Regions from separate parts of the Mus musculus genome. Here region 2 is linked to region 1. Evidence: chromatin contacts called from public promoter capture Hi-C data. All regions are on one chromosome and are shown on one strand. Each heading gives the region's core, a stretch centred on a gene start, on an enhancer-like site or on the middle of the called end of the contact. The rest is flanking DNA. Distances are from core to core; before and after follow the strand shown.

Region 1 (4,823 bases), core at 1,055-3,554:
CAGCCTGGTCTACAGAGCACTTCCAGGACAGCCAGGGCTACACAGAGAAACCCTGTCTCAAGCAAAACAAAACAAACAAACAAATAAGGTTATCTTTTAATTGGTCTATTAATGAGCTATGATAAATATACATGAGAGCTAAAAAAAAGAAAAAAATTCCACCTACTAACATAATCACAGACTATCCATCCCTCCTACTCTTGAATAAGGTATCCATGGGTTTTTGTTTGTTTTCCAATTTTTTAGTTTTTTTCTAAATAGCAACAAAAAGACAGTATCTAACCAGGTGCATACTACACGGTAAAATCCCAGAACCAAGGAGCTAAGAGGAAAAAGGGTCAGAAGCACACGGTCATCCTCAGCTTACATACAAAGTCTAAGGCAAGCCTGAGCTGTGTCAGGTCCTGTTTTAACTAAGAAATAAAAATAAATAACAAAAAATAAGTAAAGACAGTCTAACTACATAGTCCAGGCTAGCTTCAAACTTGAAACCTGCCTCAGCCACTCAATTAGATTCTTGTATCAAGTTATTAAAGTTTTTAATAACTCTCTCAACAAACAAAAAATAAAATTTAAGTGATACAAGATCTCTGGACACTAAAATAAATCAAGTTCTAACAGTGCAGCTTAGTAATGGGACAGGTAGTTAGCATGCAGGAAGCCCTGTTGAGTCCTCCTACTACCAAAAATTAAATCATGTTTTGGAGGCCGGGCATGGTGGCGCATGCCTTTAATCCCAGCACTTGGGAGGCAGAGACAGGAGGATTTCTGAGTTCGAGGCCAGCCTAGTCTACAAAGTGAGTTCCAAGACGGCCAGGGCTATACAGAGAAACCCTGTCTCAAAAAAAAAATCATGTTTTGGAAGAATATAATACATGAAAATCGCAAAATACTGTCTTAAAAAGCAATGTTTACTCATAAATATGATATTAAATTTTAATATGCACCAGGAGATCTAAAAAAAAAAAAAAACAGATTTGACTTCCTTTTCTTCGTGATTCTCCTAATTTTCTGAAGTCAAAAACAGGAGTTGGAGAGATGATTCACAAGTTAAGAACACTTGTTGCTCTTGCAAAGGACATGTTTAGTTCCCAGGGCCCACAAGGTGGCTCACAACCATCTGTAACTCTAGTTCCATGGGACCCAGTGACCTCTTCTGGCCCCCATAGGTACTGCAGGCAAATGGTGCACAGACATAGAGGCAAAACAACCGCTCAGAAATATAACTATATATACATTTATCTTTTAAAAAAATAAATCCACCGGGTGGTGGTAGCTCAAGCCTTTAATCCAGGCAACCGGGAGACCGAAGCAAGCAGATCTTTACGGGTTCGATGCCAGCCTGGTCTACAGGGTGATATCCAGGACAGCCAGGACTGTTACACAAACACACACACACACACACACACACACACAAAACCTGTCTAGAAAAAAACAAAAAACAAACAAACAAACAAAAGAGGAGAATGAATAGGAAGAAGAGGAAAAGAGGAGGTGGAAGAGGGAAGGAAAAAGAAGAAAAGAAGGGAGAAAAGAAAGAAAAAAAGTAAATACTGTAACTACCCTTTTATCGACTAATTACCTAGAAGAAGCTAAGTAGATGAATAAATGAAACAATGAATGAATGAGAACTAGGTACATCAGAGAGACATTTGTTCCCAAAACAAATTACAGGTCAATTTCCATTTGATTTTTCTAGCACTGATACTATTAACAGATGATTATGTCTTTTGAGACTGTTTTTTCTTTTAAATCACCTAATAATGTGACAAGACCAGGGTATACATTAAGACTGAAGAGGAAGAAACGCTATATCCACCAAAATGTTATTTAATGGTCGCCACTAAATGTCTTTCTCAGACTGGGTCACCATAGTAATCCCTTTCCGTCAAGGTTTCCAACTGTCACCTGAACTGGTCTCAACAGTTTAAATGGGACCGATTCGGATTTGGCACGGCGGAAGGCGCCGGTCAAAAGTGGCAGCTCTCCTACCCTTTACTCGCAAGCCCCGGGCGAAGTCGGGCTGGGCTCTGCCCCGGGCAGTCACTCACCGAATCCTGTGAAGCCCATGGTGACCGCCAGCTGAGGGTCGGGTCCCGCCGTGTCTGCGCCTGTCACTGGAGCAAGAAACAAAGGACAGACCGGCCGTCAGCCCGGCGCTCCAGTGCCCAGCACGGCCCTCCACCCCGGCTGGCCCGCCTAACCCACACCCACCTTCGCTGGTTCCCGAGTGCTCCATGACTGCCCGAGCCCACCGCCTCCGTGGATGCAGCAGCGCGCGACTCCCGGCAAGCCCGACGGAAGTGTCGTCACCGAGACCGCGTCGCCAAGAGCGGCCCGGCTGCGTGGGTAGGCAGGCTTTCGGACTCTCGCCCCCTAGCGGTGCGGAGGGAATGCGCTGACAAGCCACGAGGAGGTCTAGTTTGGGAGTTCCCTAAAACCTTTCGGTGGTTTCAGATGCGTTCTCAAGCAAAGTCCTGGCACGTTTCTAAGGAAATCAACAGAATCTTGTTATTTGCATGCTACTTTTATCTATATTCGTAATGTACTTGACGTACATGATGAAACTTCCACTGCTGCCCATCTTCTCAGTATGCTTGAAGAAACCACTATCTAGTTATAAAGATGCCAGAAAACTGAAGAGTTGTTAGGAATGTTTAAAGCGCTTGCCCTCAGTCTCCACTCTCTAGGCTAGCCTTGTTTACTAAGGGTTCCAAATGTTACATGTTACATAACTACTGTGTTTCCAATTTATTTTAGTTTCTTTACAACTCTGTTCCTATTCTTAATGACACATCATTTAATATACTTTTAAAGTCTAAAACAAATACTTGGTTGAATTTTTCTTTTGTCAGAGTCTCTCATTTTGTAATCCATGCCTGGCCCAGAACTCAGAGACCCATCTAGATTCCTCTGCCTCCCAAGCTTTTAAAGATGTGTGCTACCAAGCCAAGTGAAAATACTTCATTTTCACATGCACTCAATGATTGTGGACGTGGTATAAACATGCCTTACTGTGCAACCTGCAGACCTATTCTTCTACTATGTGGTTCTGGGGGTGGACCTCAAGTCACAAGCTTAGCAGAAAAGACAATTTCCTACTGAGCCTTGTAGTCCACTCAAGAATGAAAATTCTTTGATAAAATTACTCCTGAGCCCCAATATTAGACTCCTGTCTCTGTCTATGGTTCATTGATAATGATTATCTAATGCTTCCATTGTCCTTAGAGTAAAAGAAAAATTTATTAGTACAAAGAAGCTGTAGATCTGTGGTTGCTTAGCATAGACAAGGCTAAGGGTCTGTATTGGATCTCCACCACAAAAAAATACAAATTTAATAAAAGGTTAGCCTGACTTCCAAAACCTTTCTATTCCAATCTTGTCATTTTCAACATTCCCATTTAGTGCAGGGAGCGGCCTCAGAACACATAGTCCTGAATGCTTTAACTCTTCACCAAGTCATTGATCCAACCAGCTCATCTCCAACTATCAAATTAAATCTCTCCTGCTTTTGAAAGCATCTGTAGAACTTTGTAGGCCTCCAACTAAATAAGGCCCACCTACCATGTGATACCCTAGTCTGTCTTCATAATATAATGGCTGGGCAGGCACTCTTGAGTGGTTATTAAATGAATTAATAAGAAGAAATGGTTGTGAAGGCAAGTTACTTTTCCTATGCACAAGATGTATATAATTTGTAGCAAGGAAGTTTGGGTTTGCCTCAAGAGATTACTAGTGACAAATTACCCTGAACTTCAACCAGTAAGGCTAATTTATTTTGCCTACTCTCAAATATGTTATTATTGGTGCTAATATTTCTTTTCTGAGCATAAATAAGCAGCCATTAGATACTGGAGTAGAACTTTATGAATGATATTATGTATCCATAACCTTTAAGCTCATAAGTAATAGTTTCAGCTCCTCAATTGTCAAGGAGAAGAAATTTTGAGATTCATGATATATTAAACTTTAAACTGAAAAGCACTAGAGAAAATGAAAAAAAAATAGCTATTCCATCACCCCATTAGAATTGGTATTTATCACCATAAACATCATTTTAAAAAGACACTCTGCTATCAATCAATGATGACAACAATGCAGCTTCCACATTAAACTATTTCTGTTGAGTATGCGTGAAACAACTTCATAAACATAACTGTAAAGTGTAATGGAAGATTTTTATTTCTCTTGAAGAAAATGAATTTATTCATTAATCAAAACAGGAAGCCACTCAATCAATGATTCCCAGTGCAATCTGCAGACTGTTTAAGAGTGCCCATATGATCAAGACTCTTTGGCAAATAATCTAAGATACCAGTTGGGGATTTCTTCACTATATTGATTATATTGACTGTTGAAGCAAAAGCAATGGCGTACTAAAATAGGGCACATTAGAATATTAGTTTTTCTGAATGATTCATCAATTGGGGAGGGCCAGACAGTAAGCCATTTAAGTCTCTACTGGACAAAAAGGAGCAAGGAGCCATAGCAAAGAAAACAATTGACTGGTGGAAAGTCCTTAGAGGTTAAATCACAGAACTTTTGGAATGTCTCTCTGTATTAAGGGAATTTATTGTAATGACTTAGTCTGTGCGCTAACTAATCCAGCGATGGGCAGCTGTGAATGGAACATCCAAGAATCTAGGAGTTGCTCAGTCACACGAGGCTAGTTGTTTCAACTGGTCTTCTGAATCGTGGTGCAGCTGGAATCCTCAAGAAGTATATTCCAACAGATGTGCTAGCAAGTCAGTGCAAGCAGCCTAAGAAGACTGAGTCTTCCCTCATCCAATGTCCTTATGTAGGTCTCTAGCAGAAAGTGTGGC
Region 2 (4,823 bases), core at 719-3,218, 2.9 Mb after region 1:
ATGCCACAGTGTTATAGAAGGTGCTAGATGGTTTTTGCCTAGCTTTCCCCATCCCAGAATCTATAAAGAAAAAGGATTAAATTTGCCACCAAAACACCATTATGCTACCTGCTATAAGTTGACACAGATAGTAACATAATTTGGGGGCTGGAGAAGCGGTTCTGCGGTTAAGAACACTGGCTGTTTCCCAGAGGACTGACTTTTGCTGCCCAGCGTTCACGTGTCACCTTACAGCCATCTTGCCCTCAGATACAACACCCTCTTCTGGCCTCTGCAGGCACCAGGCATGCCTACACTGCACAGACACACATGCAGGCAAAAAACTCGTACCAATTACAAAATAAAATTTAAAAATTTAAAGCTTCTTACTTATTTAATCTTTTTGCTTTAGGAGGTTTTTTGTTTGCGTCTATATATTTTGTTATTGTTGTTGTCATTGTTGTTGTTGCTATTGATTTGGAACAGGGTCTCATGTAGCCCAGGCTAGCTTTGAAATTGCTGTATAGCCAAGGATGACCTGGGATTCCTGATGGCTCTTCTTCCACCCTCCAAGGGCTGGGATAACAGTTGTGTGCCACATGCCAAAAATTCCAGGCTTTATTACAAATAATGCACCATGAATATCCCTCATTTTAAAAATATCTGGACACAATTGCCTATGCATAATTCATATGATTGTTCCCCTGATTAGCTTTTAGAAGAGAATTTTGGCCAGAGAAAAGATCTGCAGTGTTGAGATCTCCTATCACACAGTCTGCTTTGCGGGGGGCTTCTGGATAACTCACTACTCTGGGAGGATTTGTAAAACATTATGCTGGCTAAGACTTGTGATTCATGTGTACATGATCCTGTATGTAAGCTTAAGTCATTCAAGCCACATCTGTACCACTGTTTTTTTGTTTTTGTTTGTTTTTTTTTTTTCAGAAAAATAGAAAGGCAGCAACCCTGATAAAATGTTAATGTCTCCATGTGGAAGTCAGCCATACCTTTCCATGAGATTTTTCCATTCCAGTTTATCAAAATGCAAAGGAAATAATAGGACAGAACAAGGCTGGAGCAAGGGTAGGCACTTGAGACAGCATCAGACAAGCAGAGAGCATTAGGGACCATGTGGAAGTTGTCTGCCTTTACCACGAGGCTGCTCATTCTGAGAGAGCACAGACCCCTTTCCCTGAAATATCTTAAAACTCAGTAGCTGGTTAAAAGTGTTTTGGCTACAACTATGTAGCATTTCGCCTTTGCTTTTATTATCTTCCTCACTTGTTAAGAATGGGTATGGGAGATTTCTAGCATTCAAGTCTGGCTCTATTCAGTTTCCTAGAGCTGCATCTGGCTACCTGCAAGCTCCCCCCATTACTAAGGGAAAAAGGACCTGTAAATGAGGATGGAATATTTGTGATTATTTTGTTGCATTTTAAAGGCTGAAAAAAGTTTCTAACTCAAAATTGTAACTGTCCGTAAAACTGACAGCTGACAAACCAAACTGACTTCTAAAACTCTCCCATTTAACCTGAGATGAATAATTCTGATATCCCAGACTCTTCTAAATGCTGGGATTATCCGCGTGCACAACACCGGCGTTTTAAGCGGTGCTGGACTCCGCGCACGGATTTAGCAACTGGTCTACACCCCTGGCCCTATGGGCATCTAGGAGAGGTTTCAAACAGTTGCAGGATGACAACTAGTTTTCAGGGCGGCGAGGGAGACACCCAGTGGTTGCCTTCTTACATTGATCTAAGGAGTTGAGTGCCTTTAATCACTTACTGGGGGGTGAGGGTAGCGATTCAGGTGGCTCGATGAAAGTGTCCGAAGAGGACTCGCACAACATGGGGTCAAGGACACAACTCATGACCTAAACCAAAGTTGAGCAGCTAAACCAACTGATCCAATGCTAGGGTGGGCAGGAAGTGCGCAAGCGCGCAGCCTTCCCGGACGGGGCGGGGCGAGGCGGGGTGCAGGGGGCGGGGCAGATAAACTGTGGCTCGGGCGCCGAGCCGCTCCGCTCTCACCCTAAGGCTGGCCATGGTGCTGCGTGGCGTCAGGGTTGTGGAGCTGGCAGGCCTGGCCCCGGGGCCGTTCTGCGGAATGGTCCTGGCGGACTTCGGCGCCGAGGTGGTGCGCGTGAACCGGCTGGGCTCCACGGGCGAGAATTTTCTGGCCCGAGGCAAGCGCTCGCTAGCGCTGGACCTGAAGCGCTCTCAGGGAGTCACGGTGTTGCGGCGCATGTGCGCACGCGCGGACGTGTTGCTGGAGCCCTTCCGCTGCGGTGAGCCCTGCGGTGCTGCGAGATGACATTCCCTCCTGCCCGATTTCTCCCAGCTTCTCTGACTCCTTCTTAAGACTTTTAATTTGCTTGATTCCCCCCCCCCCAGATTTGCCTTTATTATTTGGAGGTATTGAACCGTACGAGAATCTAGTGCAAGAGATAGACTGAAAAGCTTCACATAGGAATAGAGTCATTGACCCTTTGATATGTGATATACCCATGCTCTAAAGCCATTCACAGACCATGGTTAACCTTTCTCTAATTGCTGGTATTTCCAAGTTCCAGCTTCAAGATCACCTCATTTACTTTGGGCCATATGAAAACATTGTTTTAGTGCTCTGTAGACAAACGACCAATTTGTTAACAGTATCAGTTTTGAGCACTTGCATGCTTGGTGGCATGCACCTCCATCCGACTGTACATTGGTATTTGCAACTGTCACAAACCCTGAACCAAATCTGAAGGCATTCCTTCTGTATTAGCTCAGAGAATCCATTCCAACCAGCCCCTTACTAATATTGCCTGGTAGATACCAGGACGACAGTAAATTTGACAATAAGTGGGACGGGAGTGGGTGTCTAGGCATATTTATATTTAACTCTTTTAGTTCTCACAAGCATATCTGAGGACAGTACTGTAACATTTAAGATTATGTCACAATGTAAAAATGCTCCAATTGAAGATGAGGGTGGGTCAGTGTGATTAGTTTCTTCAGTTGACTCTTAATTCTGACAACTTTCACCAAAATCACAACAAACACTGTTAGTATCACTTGCAAGAGTGTGTTTTTGGTTTGCCCCGTAAAAGGAATTATTCCCATCTTTGATTCGTGCTCTCTTTAAAAACAAAACTGATAGGTTAGGGTTATTTTTCTGCGTGTGAAACGAGCCAGTTCAAGCCAGATTAGATTATATTAAAGGCAGGTTTATTGGGAAGCTCCTCTCTAGCAGTTCACTGGCCCTAAGGACCAGGGAAGTGTCCATGGGGAAAGGAAGGATAGGGAAGGAGAGAGAAAGAAAGGTCATAGGGGGGGGGGGAGGAAGAGGAAGAGGAGGAATGGGGAGCTTAAAATGTCTGGATTGTATAGAGAAGAGCCTCTTGGGGAAGAGCAGCCCAGGTCTGGGATGGAAAGTTCAGGGTTGGGGGCTGGAGCATATGCCAGGAAGGAACTGAGGGGTGCTGCGAGGAGGACCTGGAGCCAGGTCTATTTTGATATGTGATATATGCACCTCAGTCCTTGTCCCAGGAGCAAACAAAAACAACAACCACAAAACAATTGATTGCTTTCCTCTAAAGGTGTCATGGAGAAACTCCAGCTTGGGCCAGAGACTCTACTGCAGGACAATCCAAAGCTCATCTATGCCAGGCTGAGCGGATTTGGCCAATCGGGAATTTTCTCCAAAGTAGCTGGCCATGACATCAACTATTTGGCTTTATCAGGTAGGTTTGAAAGGCTTTTCTAAAATAATTTGAACTGGCTCCAAAATCAGGAAGTACAGTTACATTGCTTAACAAGGGTTTTTTAAACATTTAATTATTTTTCATTATGTGTGTATGTGGTTATATGCATGTGAGTATGTATGCTGGTGAGAGGGTCCTGGATCACCTGGAGCAGGACCATGGTAGGTTGCAAACCCTTCTAGGTGGGTGCTGGGAATCGAACTTGGGTCCTCTGGAAGAACAGTACATATTCTCAACCACTGAGCTCTCTTTCTAGCCCCAGCCTTGATTAACACGAATTTAAAAATGTGAAGATGTTAATGCATCTGGCAGAGAGAACGTGGTTGTTAAAACGGGTTGATTTGCTAGAACTGCTGTCCTTAAGCTCTGTCCCCACCCTAACCCATTTGAGGGCTAATAATCAGTAGTAGCACTGGTTTCCTACAATTGGGAAGTCAGTTTTAAGGAAGCCCCGACTAGGAGTGAGAGGCAAGGTAATATGATGGCTGGTCACTCTACTTAGTGGGAAAGTTGATTCAGTTTGATTCTGACATTCCTTCACCACGAATCACTTGGAGCCATCATTCCAGACATCTGTGAACCCGGCTCAAAGCCCATGGTTTTCAGGTCTCGCTATCACTTCGTTAGAATCTGCATCCGTGAGGACGGGTTTTCAAATAGCCTGGCTCTATTATGTATAAGAACTGCATGTTACTGATGAAAGCAAATCTACTCTCTGTAAGAAGATATTGAAAGGTTGAATATAAACCTTCCTGACTGTCCAAAGTATAAAATGGGCTTTCCACATATTTTCAAAACTTAATTCCTGTTCCTTTTTGGGTATGATTATATTCTTATATCTCTTTTTAATAAAATTCAAAATGAATTATACTGTTTTAGAGCCAGGAAAAAATGGGTAGTAATATGTCTTCTTTAAAACTTAGTTAGTGAAGACTTTAATAAAATATTGAAAATGTCGGTTGGGATGGTTTTTTAAAATCTTTTTGTTTGTTTGTTTGCTTGCTTGCTTTTATGTAAGAGGACGCTTTGTAAGTGGACTCAGTGGATTCATAGTTTGAAGAGCATTGTGCACCGTTTTCACTTAGGGCAGTGACTA

The links. Promoter capture Hi-C pulls out the DNA fragments that hold promoters and counts their contacts.
Region 2: a contact with region 1 is called in a promoter capture Hi-C map of pre-B cells, with 2.6 times the contacts expected there. The contact joins the promoter of Amacr here to the promoter of Wdr70 in region 1. A contact is called at or near these places in 3 of 39 promoter capture datasets (the C10 cell line, hippocampal neurons and pre-B cells), 1 of 484 Hi-C or Micro-C datasets (CD4 T cells) and 1 of 115 datasets of contacts at active chromatin or transcription factors (astrocytes).

The regions. Positions count from the first base shown.
Region 1 is chr15:8,096,905-8,101,727 of GRCm38.p6, forward strand. It overlaps Wdr70 (WD repeat domain 70), which reads right to left and starts at 2,305. Exons shown (of 18, transcript NM_001081402.1): 1 at 2,215-2,305; 2 at 2,052-2,117. The coding sequence starts at 2,239.
Region 2 is chr15:10,979,788-10,984,610 of GRCm38.p6, forward strand. It overlaps Amacr (alpha-methylacyl-CoA racemase), which reads left to right and starts at 1,969. Exons shown (of 5, transcript NM_008537.4): 1 at 1,969-2,266; 2 at 3,563-3,706. The coding sequence starts at 2,023. It overlaps Gm34315 (a long non-coding RNA gene), which reads right to left and starts at 1,846. Exons shown (of 3, transcript XR_383838.4): 1 at 1,765-1,846. It overlaps C1qtnf3 (C1q and tumor necrosis factor related protein 3), which reads left to right. Exons shown (of 6, transcript NM_030888.4): 6 at 1-375.